Regions from separate parts of the Capra hircus genome. Here region 1 is linked to region 2. Evidence: chromatin contacts called from public Hi-C data. All regions are on one chromosome and are shown on one strand. Each heading gives the region's core, a stretch centred on a gene start, on an enhancer-like site or on the middle of the called end of the contact. The rest is flanking DNA. Distances are from core to core; before and after follow the strand shown.

Region 1 (6,507 bases), core at 933-3,432, 80 kb after region 2:
TTCTTTGTTTCTGTAACAGCATAGCTGATTGGTTAAACCGTAAGCCCGCGCGGGACTTTTAAACCTCGCATCCCTATCTGGATTGGCTCGGGTCTGGCGTGGGCGGGGGCTACGGGAATCTTTCTAATTGGTCTAGCTACACTGCTTGTGGGAGTTCCCAGAGCCTCAGCTTTTCTCAGGCCTAGCCTGCCCCTTAGAGCCTGTCCTGGCTTCAGTTTGGTCCTAACATTCATATAATGATATGATTAATAACACGCAAAGGATTCAGGTCAACATTTTTCCAAAGAAGATATACAAATGGTTAACAGGAAAAGATGTTTAATATGTCTAATCATTCAGTTCAGTTCAGTCGCTCAGTCGTGTCCGACTCTGCGACCCCATGAATCGCAGCAGGCCAGGCCTCCCTGTCCATCACCAACTCCCGGAGTTCACTCAGACTCACGTCCATCGAGTCAGTGATGCCATCCAGCCATCTCATCCTCTGTCGTCCCCTTCTCCTCCTGCCCCCAATCCCTCCCAGCATCAGAGTCTTTTCCAATGAGTCAACTCTTCGCATGAGGTGGCCAAAGTACTGGAGTTTCAGCTCTAATCATTAGAGAAATGCAAATAAAAACCTCAATGAGATACCACTTCACACCCAGAGGGTGTCTACTACATTAAAAAAAAAAAAAAAGACAATGACAAGTGCTGATGAGTATGTGGGAAAATTAGAACCCTGGTGCCCTGTGTTGGGAATGTAAAATGATGAAGCTGCTGTGGAAAACAAGAGGATGTTTCCTCAAAAAACTAAAAATAGAATTACCATACGATCCAGCAATTTCATTTCTGGGTATACATGCAAAAGAATTGAAAGCAGGGTCTGAAGAGAGATTTTCCCACCAATATTCACAGCAGCATTATTCACAACAGCTAAAATGGGGAAGCAATACAAGAGTTCATGGCAGATGAATAAATAAGCAAAAGGCTGTAACAAGGGAATGCAATTCAATGACCCCGGGGCAGGTGACTTAATCCCTCAGAGGCTTTGTTTCTCTATCTGTAAAACAGGTGAGTAACACCAACGTTTACACGCTTGTTTTGAGGGTCTAACTCTGAGCCATCCAGTATGACAGCATCTGTGTGCTATACTGGAGTGGGTTGCCATTCCCTCCTCCAGGACATCTTCACCCCAAAACTGAGGTGCTGGGGCTTCCCTAATGGTTCAGCTGGTAAAGAACCCGCCTCCAACACAGGAGATGTGGAGACACAGGTTCGATCCCTGGGTCGGGGAAATTCTGACACCTGCTACAACACGGATGGGCTTTCATGGGCTTCCCTGGTGGCTCAGAGGTTAAAGCGTCTGCCTGCAATGCTGGAGACCTGGGTTCGATCCCTGGGTCGGGAAGATCCCCTGGAGAAGGAAATGACAACCCACTCCAGTATTCTTGCTGGAGAATCCCATGGACGGAGGAGCCTGGTGGGCTACAGTCCACAGGGTTGCAAAGAGTCGGACACGACTGAGCGACTTCAGTTTCACTTTCATGACATGGATGAACTTTTGAGGACACTGTGCAGAGTGAAAGAAACCAGTCACAAAAGGACAAATTCTGTGCGATTCACCTGCAGTCGTCAAATTCACAGAGACAGGAAGTGGAATGGTGGTTGCAGGGTCGGGGCAGGGGAGGGAAGGGAGTTAGTGTGTAACAGGGATAGTCTCAGCTGTATTGACACAAGTGTTATGGGAATGGATGGTAGTGATGACTGCACAACGTGAATGAACTTCATGCGACCGAATGGTACACGTGAAAATGGTTAGGATGGTCAATTTTATGGCACGCGTATTTTAACACAATGAAGAAAAAAATTTAATTAAAATACAGAAACACTACTGAACTTCAAGAAAAAAATTGAGCACAAGATTTCCTTTCATCAGTTTGGGGGGAAATCTGGAGATCTGCCAACCTGAGGGTCAGTCAGCAGCTTTGGGGTCAACATCATTGAGGGTCCCCAAGAGCCCAGGAGACAAGACCCCCTCCACTGACAGGGAGGGAACAAACCAGGGAATCCCACTCTCGTTTCCTCTTTTCAGCATCCGAGTCTACACTGTTTCTGTTCCTTTGCTCCCGAAACAAAACCTGAGCTGCCAGGCACAGGACCTGTTTGTCCCGCCGACGCTGGCAGGCAGGCCCTGTCCCAGGCACCGTCTGTCTGCTCGCAGCGGGGGCAAGTTAGCACATTTCAGAGCCTCTCTGCTCCCCCTGCTGCCTGCTCGTCTCTTGGCTCAGCCTGCATCCTGGGGCGCAGCCCAGCACTTTGTCCTTTGTCCTTGGCTCTGGGCTTAAGGAGAAGTTTAAACTTTCTGCTTAAATCATGAGAAATCTGATCTGGCTAAGCATCTTCCCCAGATTTAGACACTTTTCCAGGTTTGTTTGCAAATATCAGGTGCATTCCCTCAAGATAAAAATAGCGAGAGGTGATGGCTTGGCAGGTCCTGCTGCCACGGGTCCCCTTTGAATGCCAGGCCCGGGGTCTCTGCACCGGCTCAGCCGAAGGTGCATGACGGTGGGAAATCCTGCAGGAGGCGGCACTCTGCTTCCTGGTCACCCGGAGTGCCCCATCCAGGGGTACCCAAAGGTGAGCCTGCAGAATCTCTCCACCTTTCTCCAGGAGGAGCCTGGAGGCCAAGTTTGTGCTGCCAGACACAGGGGGACAAGTGATTTCTGCTGTCAAGTCCCTGGAGGGTGGGGACTAATTGGAGAACTGAGGCTGGGGGCGGGGTGTGAGGGCAGGTGCTGAGCATCTCTGAGGGGCCTTTTCTCGGTGGGCTCAGCAGCCTCTTTCAGGCCAGACCCTAGGGATGAACTGACAGGAACAGCACCTGTGGACCACAGTTTCCCCTTCAGTACCATGTGCCCATAAGGCCGTCAGCAAACTTGCCCTGAAAGATCCCTTAGCCGTGAACTCTGCCCTTAGGACCAGCAAGCTGGTCCCGGCGATGGCATGGCTGACGGTTAAGAGCCAGATCCTACAGTCAGCAGCCTTGAGCAAACCTTTTCACCTCGCTGAGCCTCAGTGTCCTCATCTATAAGATGGGGATATTAAAAGAATATTCTCTCCTATATGACTTTATTACTGTTACATTTTAACAAGTGGAGATAGACTCCCCACGCCCCTCAAAGTAAACCGATGCCTAAGATAATTTCAAAGACATAACAGCTATGAGGAAAACAAAACAGGGAAAACAAACTCAATTTGAGAGCAAAATAATAATATGCAGATGAGGACATTCCTAAGGTCTGTAGGAGAAAAACCATGGTGGTTTCCAATTGAGTGGTCTTTTAAATTTTAAGATTCAAAAATTAAGATTTAATTACCTAAGAAATACACAGCTTACACATAATACCCTCTCCATGTGAAAATTTGAAACGTCACATATCAAGTAGCCTGAAGTAGCTCCAGAGAGGGGCTGGGACTCGCCCAGGACCCCACCCGCATCCCGGGCATCTATTTTTATTGATTCCTGCCTGCGTCATCCTGCTCCCAAGGGGATGGGTTAGTTCACCATAGAGGACTTGCCTTGGCCCGTCATAAAAGAGATTTATAGGTTCTCTGACCTGTTAATTAGATAAGGGCTTTTGAGTTCCACAGAAAGGCCGCACTGTCACCTGCTCTCTGAGGGGAAGCCCTTCCCAGGCAGAACCCCGGCCCCACCACGGCTATTTCTGGCTTCCTCGGGGAAGAGTCACAGTGACAAGGCAGAAAGGCTCTCCCTTACGTCCTCCGTGGCTGCAAACCCTACACCTCTTTCCAAAGCATTAGCTCAGCGTGGTGGCGGCAGGGTCCAGGGATCCACTTTTCTTGATTAAACAGAACGCATCTGCCGACCAGCAGATCCGGATTCCAGGCTTGGTGCTGGGCTGGATTCAGCGTCTGTGGGGTCCCGCTGGCAGGCAGGCAGTGCCAGTCAGCCCCGGGGCTGGTGGGCAAGAGGGCATGTCCTGTCCCCAGCCCACGTGTGGGTGGGTCAGCACTGGGCCAGGCCCCAAATGTGGGGTTCTTTTCTGAGGACACCTCCCTCACCCCCAGACTCCAAACTCCCAGGCCCGATTTTGATTTCAAGTGTTCGCAGAGGGAGACTGGAGACAAAACAGTCTGGAACAAGGAGACTCCCTCTTGCTGGTTATTTCTCGGCCCAGCCATGCCGATGACCAATACTGTCTTCCCAAAGGCCATGGAGGCTGTTTTCCATGGGCAAAGGTGAGGGGTCTGCCCTCTTCCCCAAGACGAGGGGTCCTGGGGTGTCAGAGCAGCTGGGCCTTAAGCACTCAGTCCAGTCTTCTTGCTTTCAGATGAGGAAACTGAGGCTCAGAGGGGGCTGGTTTCCCCATGGCCATCGCAGGGCTTCCAGACTCTGCTGCTGGCCCGGAGACCACAGCTCCTCCCGCAGCATCCGGGATTCAAAGGGAGCGATCACCTCCAGAGACGGCACAGGGTCCTGGGTAAGAGCACAGGTCCTGGGCTCAGTATGCCCAGCCTCACTCTCTGCTTGGCCACTTATGAACCCCAGGACACCAAACAGCCGTTTACTTCCCATTTAATAGCCATTCAGCTTTAGAGAGTTCGTGTGTAAGACAGAGATAAAAATAGAAGCTGTTTCATACAACAGAGCCCACAGTCTGACATGTGGTTAACCGCTCAGTAACTTCTGGATATTATTGTTATTAATTTTGACATTTTTCATTGAGACTTCTTTGTGAATCAGAGAAAGTTTATATTCTGGGAAAGGAAATGAGACTCTTCTGTTGCTATCTGTGGCCAGGTCTGTAAATCTGAAATATTGCTTCAGTTGCCATTAGCAACCAAAAACACCTATAGTCTATAAATAAAAAAGTCTATTTGTGATGACTATTTCTAGACGTGGATATCTTGGCTCCTCTAGAAAAGGATATTTGATATGAGTGCCTCAGATGGTACAGAATCTGCCTGAATTAAGGAGACCCGGGTTTGATCCCTGAATCGGGAAGATCCCCTGGAGAAGGGCATGGCTACCCACTCCAGTATTCTTGCCTGGAGAATTCCGTGGACAGAGGAGCCTAACGAGCTATAGTTCGTGGGGTTGCAAAGAGTCGGACACAGCTGAGAGACTGTAGAATCGCACAGGACAGACAGACCAACGCTTTCACGTTCACTTTCTATAACGATTATATGCCAAATACACGCGTGAGAGCTAAGTGACTTTAGTCATGTCTGACTCTTTGTGACCCTATGAACCATGGACTGCCAGGCTCCTCCATCCATGGGATCTTTTAGGCATGAACATTGGAGTGGGTCGCCATGCCCTCCTCCAGGGGATCTTCCCCACCCAGGGGTCGAACCCAAGTCTTGTATGTCTCCTGCTCTGGCAGGCGGGTTCTTTACCACCAGCGCCACCTGGGAGTCCACACACATCCTGCAAAAACACCAAATCCCTTCACAGCCACCGGTGCGGTTAGAGCGGCATTATTCACAGTAACTTGAAGGCAGAGATAACTAAACGCCCACCCCTGGATGAATGGACACATCCTGGAATATTACTTGACCATGAAAAGGAATGAAATACAGGTGCTACAACATAGATGAAGCTTGAAAACATTATGCTCAATGAAATAAGCCAGATACAAAAGGACAAATATTCTAAAATTCCATGTATATGCTACATTAAGAACAGGCCAATCTATAAAGAGAAAGTAGATTGGCGGTTGTCAGGGAAGAAAGAAGGGGGAGAGTGAGGAGCAATGGTTTATTGGTATGGGGTTTCCTTTTCAGGGTGATGAAAGTGTTCTGGAAATAGAGCGGTGGCTGTACAACATTGTGAGTATGCTTGATTCCACTGAATTGTTCACTTTTAAATGATTAACATTATGTCGTGTGAATTTCATCTCAACACACACACCCGTTACCTGCCTATAAGGAATTTTCATGGGGATAGCAAATAAGGGCCGAGGGCACTGATTTAAAGTTGGGCCACACCTCAAGTTAAAGAAAAAATAACCCTTAAGGGTCTCTGTAGTCTTTTTCAGAATCTGGCAGCCTTAATCACAAAGACTTCTTTTGCCAGGAGGGCTTATCCAGCAAGAACCCTGATGCTGTCAGGGAGTCAGGACAAGAGCGGCTTCACCAGAGAAAAGCACTTAGGTGAGAATTCCCCAACGTGACCCTCATTTATTATTAACACTATCATTATTTTTATAGAAGCCCCAGTCTAACATATTTCAAGATCTTTAATTTCTCCAGACCCAAGCCTGTAAGCAGGGCTGTGATTCTCAAGCAGGGGTGATGTCACCCGACCTGGAGACGCCTCTAGTTGTCACAACTTGGGGGGAGGGCTGCTCTGGGCACCTGGTGGATAGAGGCCAGGGGTGCTGTTAGACACCCTCCGTGCACAGGACGGCCGCCTACCGTGAAGGGTGATCCTGTGAGGAGCCCTGCAGTGGGCTGGTGGCTTGTGTGTGTTGGGGAGGAGACCTAGACCCTGGGATCCCCAATCCG
Region 2 (6,959 bases), core at 3,335-5,834:
TGTGGGATCCTAGTTTCCCGACCAGGAATCGCACCTGCACCCCTGCAGTGGAAGTGCTGCGTCCTAACCACTGGACCGTCAGGGACGTCCCTCAGGAGGTCCTTTCATGCACAGTGCTACCTGGGTACACCTTAAGGCCACGGTCACGTGGGTCTCCAGCTATAAGAGACACGCCCACGCTGCCCGCTGGATGCCCTGTGCCCTTACTCATCACAGTGGCCTGGTGGCTTCTTCCTGCTCCTCCAGGAAGACTGACAGGCCGGGCACAGGAAGTCCCAGGTGCTTGGCCAGCAGGTCAGGAAGGTGCGGAGCATGACACACTGGCAGCGCCTGCTGTTTACGTGGCCTGCGCGGCCGTCACGTTTCTGACTACAGAAATGCAGCCTGCCCAAGACCCAGGCTTAAGTCTCCTCTTAGACAATAAGTACAAATAAAAATTAACTGGGAGCGCCTTACTAGATCAGCTTCCAGTTCGATGCATGGGAAGTTCTATCTCCATCCAACATAGAAAGTTCGACTTTGAGTCAACAAATAAATATTCCAAAGTTCACCTTAAAACCATGCTATTATGTACTCAGTATCTTATAACAACCCAGGATGACAAATAATCGGAAAGCGTGTATGTCACTGAGCCACTCTGCGGCACATCTGGAACACAGCACTGCGAGTCAACTCTGCTTCAGCTTTATAAAATGCCACTGTGGTGTGCTACCACCGAAAAACAAAGCACACAAAACCACATAAGACGCGGCTACTTTTTACAATAAGATGAAACAGCTGTCAATGGTTTCAGGAATTTTTTTTACCTTGAGTTTATGTACCTGAATTACATCCAAATCATGTGAGTTAATTTATCATCTTCATTTGTTTGAAACTAGATTCTAAAGTAAGTAAAACTTTAACCTAAAGAAACTCACAGGAAGGTAACATTTACTTTGCCAATTTTTAAAATATAATCATAGAAACCAACTTGGGCTTTAAACAATTTCCAGTTGTCTTTGATAACTTCATGTTGCTGATTCTGATGTGATCTTCTCTGAAAATGCTCCATTCTCCAAAATCTAAAAATTCCTACACCAAGTATTTAGGTAATAATCACTTGTGTTTTATAAAAGAGTAACAATACAAATATGCTGGGTATTAATCTGTTATGAGGGAAAAAAACAAAATATAAGGTTTTTCCATTATAAAACAAATAGATCTTTATATTTTGAAGTTTTGTGTAAGGGTTTCTGACTTCGGCCTAAAGAAATTCATAATTCTTTCAGGTCTCTTAAAAAGCACCTTATCAGAATGATCTGCTCACTGTGCAAATCAAACAAGATAGATATGTAATAAGAGAGTTAATTTTCCTTCTTCCTACCCTGAAGTAATGTTGAGAATGTGATAGGTATTTTTCCATATCTGTTCACACACACACACACACAGACTCACACAAACCTCCGCAGATGTAAGCATTTTCTCTTTTTAATGGTGTCGTATTTTAAAAACATTTTATATATGTGTGTATATAAAATACACAACCTGTGCAACCTGTGTCCCCACGTCAGTACACACATGTATTCCTTTTCAGGTCTTTTGGTTGTTAAGAGTAAAATGATTTAATTAAAGTCAACTAAAGAGACAGCTCAGTGGTAAAGAACCCACCTGACAATGCAGGAGACTCAGGAGACATGGGTTCAATCCCTGGGTCAGAAAAATCCCCTGGACGAGGAAATGGCAACCCACTTCAGTATTCAGATGGAGGAGCCTGGGGTCAGGGGGAGGGGGCGTGCGGTGCTCGGACATGACTGAGTGTACATGCATGCACGCACACGTGCATACACACACACTTAGCACGCAGGAGTCAGACATGACTGAGCATGCATGCATACATGCACACGCGGGCGCGCGCGTGCACACACACACACACACACACTCTGCCCAATTTGTCCAGAGACCTGAGAAAACATTTCAAACACAAATCAGAGCTGAAAAGCCTGGAGGAGAACAAACAGGAGTCTCTTTCTGAGTTTAAAGAATCATCATCTCAGGACTCAAAGCCCTTTGCCATCCTAATTAAAACAATTATGTGGATGATCTGAACAAACTACGACGCGCTCTGAGAGCTGTGACTGTTCAAGTGGGACCAAAAAGGTCTGGAGAGATGCATTACCCCGACCCCAGGGCTGCTCACACCAACCCCAGCACCCCCGACCAGTCACAGTGGCCTCTCGGAGTGCCGACTAGAGGCCGACACTGGGACCTTCTATCAGAAGAAGACATCAGACCCTCAGAGCCCTCCTCCAGAACCGGAGAGGGCCACAATGTGACAATGGCACCCAGCGGGTGGAGGCGGAGCCTGAGGCTGACTCGAGGGGGATGCTGAGGCAGGGGTCTGGAAGGCAGACCGGAACTGCTCAGTCTCGACTCTGAGCATCACACCCTTTCGCGTGCTTGGAGATTCTGGCAATACCCTCTAGGCCTCATGCTGTATTCAGGCACTCTGTTCCCTGGTGCTGGTTTAGACGGAGCCCAGCTCGACCCTTGTTCTGACCCTGGGCAGGAGGGGACATCTTGTTTATAAATCGAAAGTTCACACCCACAGCTAGTCCTCCTTGGGCTTCCGGCAGAGCCGGTGCCACGTTTGGGGGTGGGTGTGGGGGAGGCGTGCGAGCGGAGGGACCCACCTGTGCAGGAAGTGCCGCTTGTGCATGGCCGCCAGCCCCGCTGCGATCTCGCACGCCAGCCTCTGCAGCAGCATGGTCTGCGCGTCCCCCCGCGCCGGCTCCGGCTCGCCGCCACGCAGGTAAGCCTTCAGGTCGCCCTGTGAGAACCAGCCCAGGTCAGTTTCCAGAGAGGACCGGGGGGACAGACGGGCATCTCAGCTGACAGAGATGCTGATGTGACTTCTTGGAAATTACTCAGATTTGAGCTTAATTAAGAATCTTACTGAACACATTTAAAATTACAAAAACAGCAATTCCAACCAAATACTTCAAAGCTTGAGAAAATGTCCTTCTTCTTTTAGGATCATTCTAAATTCAACATTAGTTTACCTTTGTTATAGAAACACATGGATAACAATGGCTAAAAAATAATAATAATAAATTAAAGATAATTTTACACTGACACAATTCACATTTAGTGTAGATGTACAGAAATTTCCAGGTCACTGAAAGAAGATGATGGAGAGTAAACAAGAGGGGCCATTCACACCACCTTCAAGGATTCCAGGGGAGGTCACATCACAGTAGCTTTCAGGAACAACACAGAGGGAAGGAAAGAAAGAAAAATGGATGGAAAAGGAAGAAAAAGCATTTTCGAGGGCCGGTAATGGCTTCAATTCTTTGCCGGCTCCCCCACAGCCCCTGTGAAAAAGAACACTAAGGCCACTTCAGAAACATTCATGATGTGACTCTAATTAAGTCTGTTCAAAGGACAGGAAATTGAACAAATTCACACTTAGACCCCAGCACACAGGTGTTTCAATGTCCCGGGTACTCTCGAAGGAACCCCCACTCCGCCCCCCACAATACACACACACCTTTCTCGGTTTCTATTTCCTGACTCTCAAGGTGGTATGTCCTGGGGAATTTACCGTGTATCTCTTTGGGGAAATACACCTCTGAGGCAATCTTCCATGTTCTGCTCACCACATGATTAAGTATTTATTGATGTAATATAATTCCAAGGTAAAGCTTTATATATAATCAGTTAATAAAATTTAGAAAAAGCAAGTCAAAAGTTTTCAGTTTTTTTTAATGTGAGTCAAAAAAGATGCCCGAAGAAGAAAATTCCTTGACCGATTAAAAGAATCGAATACCTTCCTAAGGATGGCTACAGAAGACAGCAAACTGATCAAACCTCTCAAATCAGACTTGAGAACAGCCTTCCTCTGCTGCCTTTGCCCACACTCAACACTACGTGTGTTCCAAGGCAACATCAAGTCCACACCAAGAACCTGAATTTGCTTTCATTCCCAGTTTCATTGATCTTTATATGGACGATGATGTTGGTGTCATGGGGTTCTCATGGCTGGGAAAGATTGAAGGCAGAAAGAGAAGAGGGTGACAGAGGATGAGATGGTTGGATGGCATCACCGATTCAACGGACATGAACTTGGGCAAACTCTGGTAGAGGGTGAGGGACGGGAGGCCTGGCGTGCTGCAGTCTGTGGGGTTGCAGAGAGTCGGACACGACGTGGCGAATGAACAACAGCAACACTGGTGTCAATAACTGTTACCATCTGGGCTTTCAAGCAGGAGCCAAGCACTGTGCTGGGAGTTTCTGCACCTGTTACCGCAAATAACTCTCACAATTCGAACCACTTTCCGGACGTGGAAGAGGCTTAGGGAGGGTGAGAGCTTTGCCCAAGGTCACAGAGCTAACAAACAATGGGCCTGCACGTCCACTCTTCGGTTTACCTGCCAAGAAAATTCTGTTTGGTGAGTGAATCCAATTAGTATGCAGAGCAAATCAGTTATCTTACAAGAATGAACGTCAAGTCGACCAGAGTCGACCACACGCTCTCTAGGACTCTCCCCGACTCAGCGGGCTGCTCCACCATGGAGCGGCCGCCCCGGACCAGGCTGGGTGCTCACCCCCACCGCCGTGCTCCTGCTTCTCTGCAAACACGGCCTTTCCCCTTCCGCACCCCCGCACAACTACAAGCTGCTCCAGACCGGAAACACGCTTCCCCGTTAAGAAAAATACAGTCTCCTCACCACCCCAACCCACCTTCACCCAGGCTAGGCTCTGTCCAGCGCAGAAGTGGTGGGAATAAGGGCTTCCCTGGCGGCTCAGAGGTTAAAGTGTCTGCCTGGAATGTGGGAGACCTAGGTTCAACCCCTGGGTTGGGAAGATCCCCTGGAGAAGGAAATGGCAACCCACTCCAGGACTCTTGCCTGGAGAATCCCATGGAGGGAGGAGCCTGGTAGGCTACAGTCCGTGGGGTCACATAGAGTCAGACATGACTGAGCGAGTTCACTTTACTATGGGTGACAATTAAATTAGCCCAGAAAAACTCCAGCAGAAAGCATGGGGCCTACAGGCTCATGGGATTTTCATAAGGTAGCCCACACGGAAACGAAATATGAGAACAGAGAGCTGAAGTTTGTTCACCTTACCAGTGAAATGACAACTTAAAAGGCATCTGCCTAACCCCCTTCCTTCAATGTCCATCTAAGGAAAAAACTACCCTCACACAAAAGTAGGACTATGCTGTTCTGCGTCTGGCTGATTCTCAAAGCAAACAGGAGCTGCTGGCCAACAGCAAACACTTCCCGAGTGATTTTGGCCATGAAGGCAGGAATGGCGGAGTGGGTGTAGCTGTTTTTCAAGGTTACCTAAAGTATATTCCTTACCACTCACTGTTCTTAAGTTATCTTCTCTTCACAATAGGCCACTCCCCAAATTTCACCAGGAGATAAAGTATAATAAACAGAAGGAGATTTTGCTTCAGCTCTGAAGGTTTCCAGCTTGGCAAAAACTCAGTCTCTCCCCACCTGCCCTGGGGTGGGGAGGAGAGGGGGAGGGTGAGCACAGCCCGGGCAAACACGTCTCTAACCTGCGGAGTCAACATCAGCGGTTCCTGAGGAGCAGATCAGCTTCTCCCGGACAAGACCTGCGACAGGCTGGGAGGGGCCCAGGGCTACTTCTATGTTCTAGAAAGAACCCCAGCGCTCTCCTGGCACCACCGTGCTAAAGAAAAATCAGCGTAAGATCTTCAACTACAGCAAAGATGTTTCTATACCTGCTAAAATGGATCCATTCTATCCAGAACGGATGAAGCTGTGAAGTGTAGGCATCTGGCTTACGCTTTAATGATGCTGAGTGAGCCCACTGGGATTATTACTTTGCCCACAATTGCACCCACTCCAGTACTCCTGCCTGGAGAGTCCCATGGACGGAGGAGCCTGGAGGCCTGCAGTCCACGGGGTCGCTGAGGGTCAGACACGACTGAGCTACTTCACTTCACTTTTCACTTTCATGCATTGGAGAAGGAAATGGCAACCCACTCCAGTGTTCTTGCCTGGAGAATCCCAGAGACAGAGGAGCCTGATGGGCTGCCGTCTATGGGGTCACACAGTCGGACTCGACTGAAGTGACTTAGCAGCAGCAGCAGCATTACTTAAAAAGAGAAACACTGAGAACAGCAATGTATTCTGAAACAATACAAAGTTCCCTTTATCCAAGTTTTAAGTATTTCTCACACCCTCCCTAATGCCCTTCCGTAAAAAACTCAAGAAAACCTTAGGACGCTAGATGGCAGCAAAGCGCTGGTACTGAGACCTCAGACACCAGAGTGGTAGCTTGGCCCCCTCTGCACTGAGGCACGTGGACCTTCAGATGCTTCCTCGGGAGGACCTTCCCAAACCCCAACACCGGCTGCCCCGAGTGCTCGGTCCAGCTTTCCTCCGGACACGGAGAACCATGAATTCACTTCAACACGGCGTAAAAACCCACCCAACAAACAAATAGATTAGAAATTACAATTGCTCATACGTTTAACAGAAGGATTTGGGAGAAAACTTTGTTTTTAAACAAAAATTTGACTGAAAGGATGAAGGAATGGCATCGACAGCCACCTGCTCAGCATCCACTGAGGAAATCAAACCTCTGCACCAGGCGGGAGGCCCTGGGAACTGCCAGCCCAAGGGTTCTCACTCCTCACTCGGACTGCGCCTCTTGCCCTCGCCAGCACTCAAGACCCACCTGTCCACGCCCACACCCCCACAGCACCTCCTCCCATCACGAATTACCCTCCCTGAGCCCATCCCATCTCTGCTCATAGAATCTGTGCATGCCCCTCCGCCCGCATACCCAGCTCCTGAGCCCATCCCACCTCCCTCTTATGGACACAGGGCTTTGGGCCTGCCGGCTGGCCTGCCCCCTAACCCCCAACAGGCTTGGCTCCAGCTGCTCCCATCAGCTATCCCCGGCCGCTTCTGCCGGACGCAAGGTCAGCGGTCACCAGC

Evidence for each region. Hi-C and Micro-C count contacts between places; a contact is called where the count stands out from the background.
Region 1: a contact with region 2 is called in a Hi-C map of blood, with 3 times the contacts expected there. The contact joins two enhancer-like sites. A contact is called at or near these places in 2 of 5 Hi-C or Micro-C datasets (both in blood).

Annotation. Positions count from the first base shown.
Region 1 is chr25:38,779,174-38,785,680 of ARS1.2, forward strand. No RefSeq gene overlaps it. Among named protein-coding and RNA genes, the nearest start is that of OCM2, 30 kb to the right of the region's middle. Within about 2 kb of position 2,183, at least 1 of the 5 cell types and tissues checked has an H3K27ac peak or open chromatin away from gene starts, as enhancers often do.
Region 2 is chr25:38,696,952-38,703,910 of ARS1.2, forward strand. It overlaps LMTK2 (serine/threonine-protein kinase LMTK2), which reads right to left. Exons shown (of 14, transcript XM_018040576.1): 7 at 2,670-2,806. Among named protein-coding and RNA genes, the nearest start is that of BHLHA15, 32 kb to the left of the region's middle. Within about 2 kb of position 4,585, at least 1 of the 5 cell types and tissues checked has an H3K27ac peak or open chromatin away from gene starts, as enhancers often do.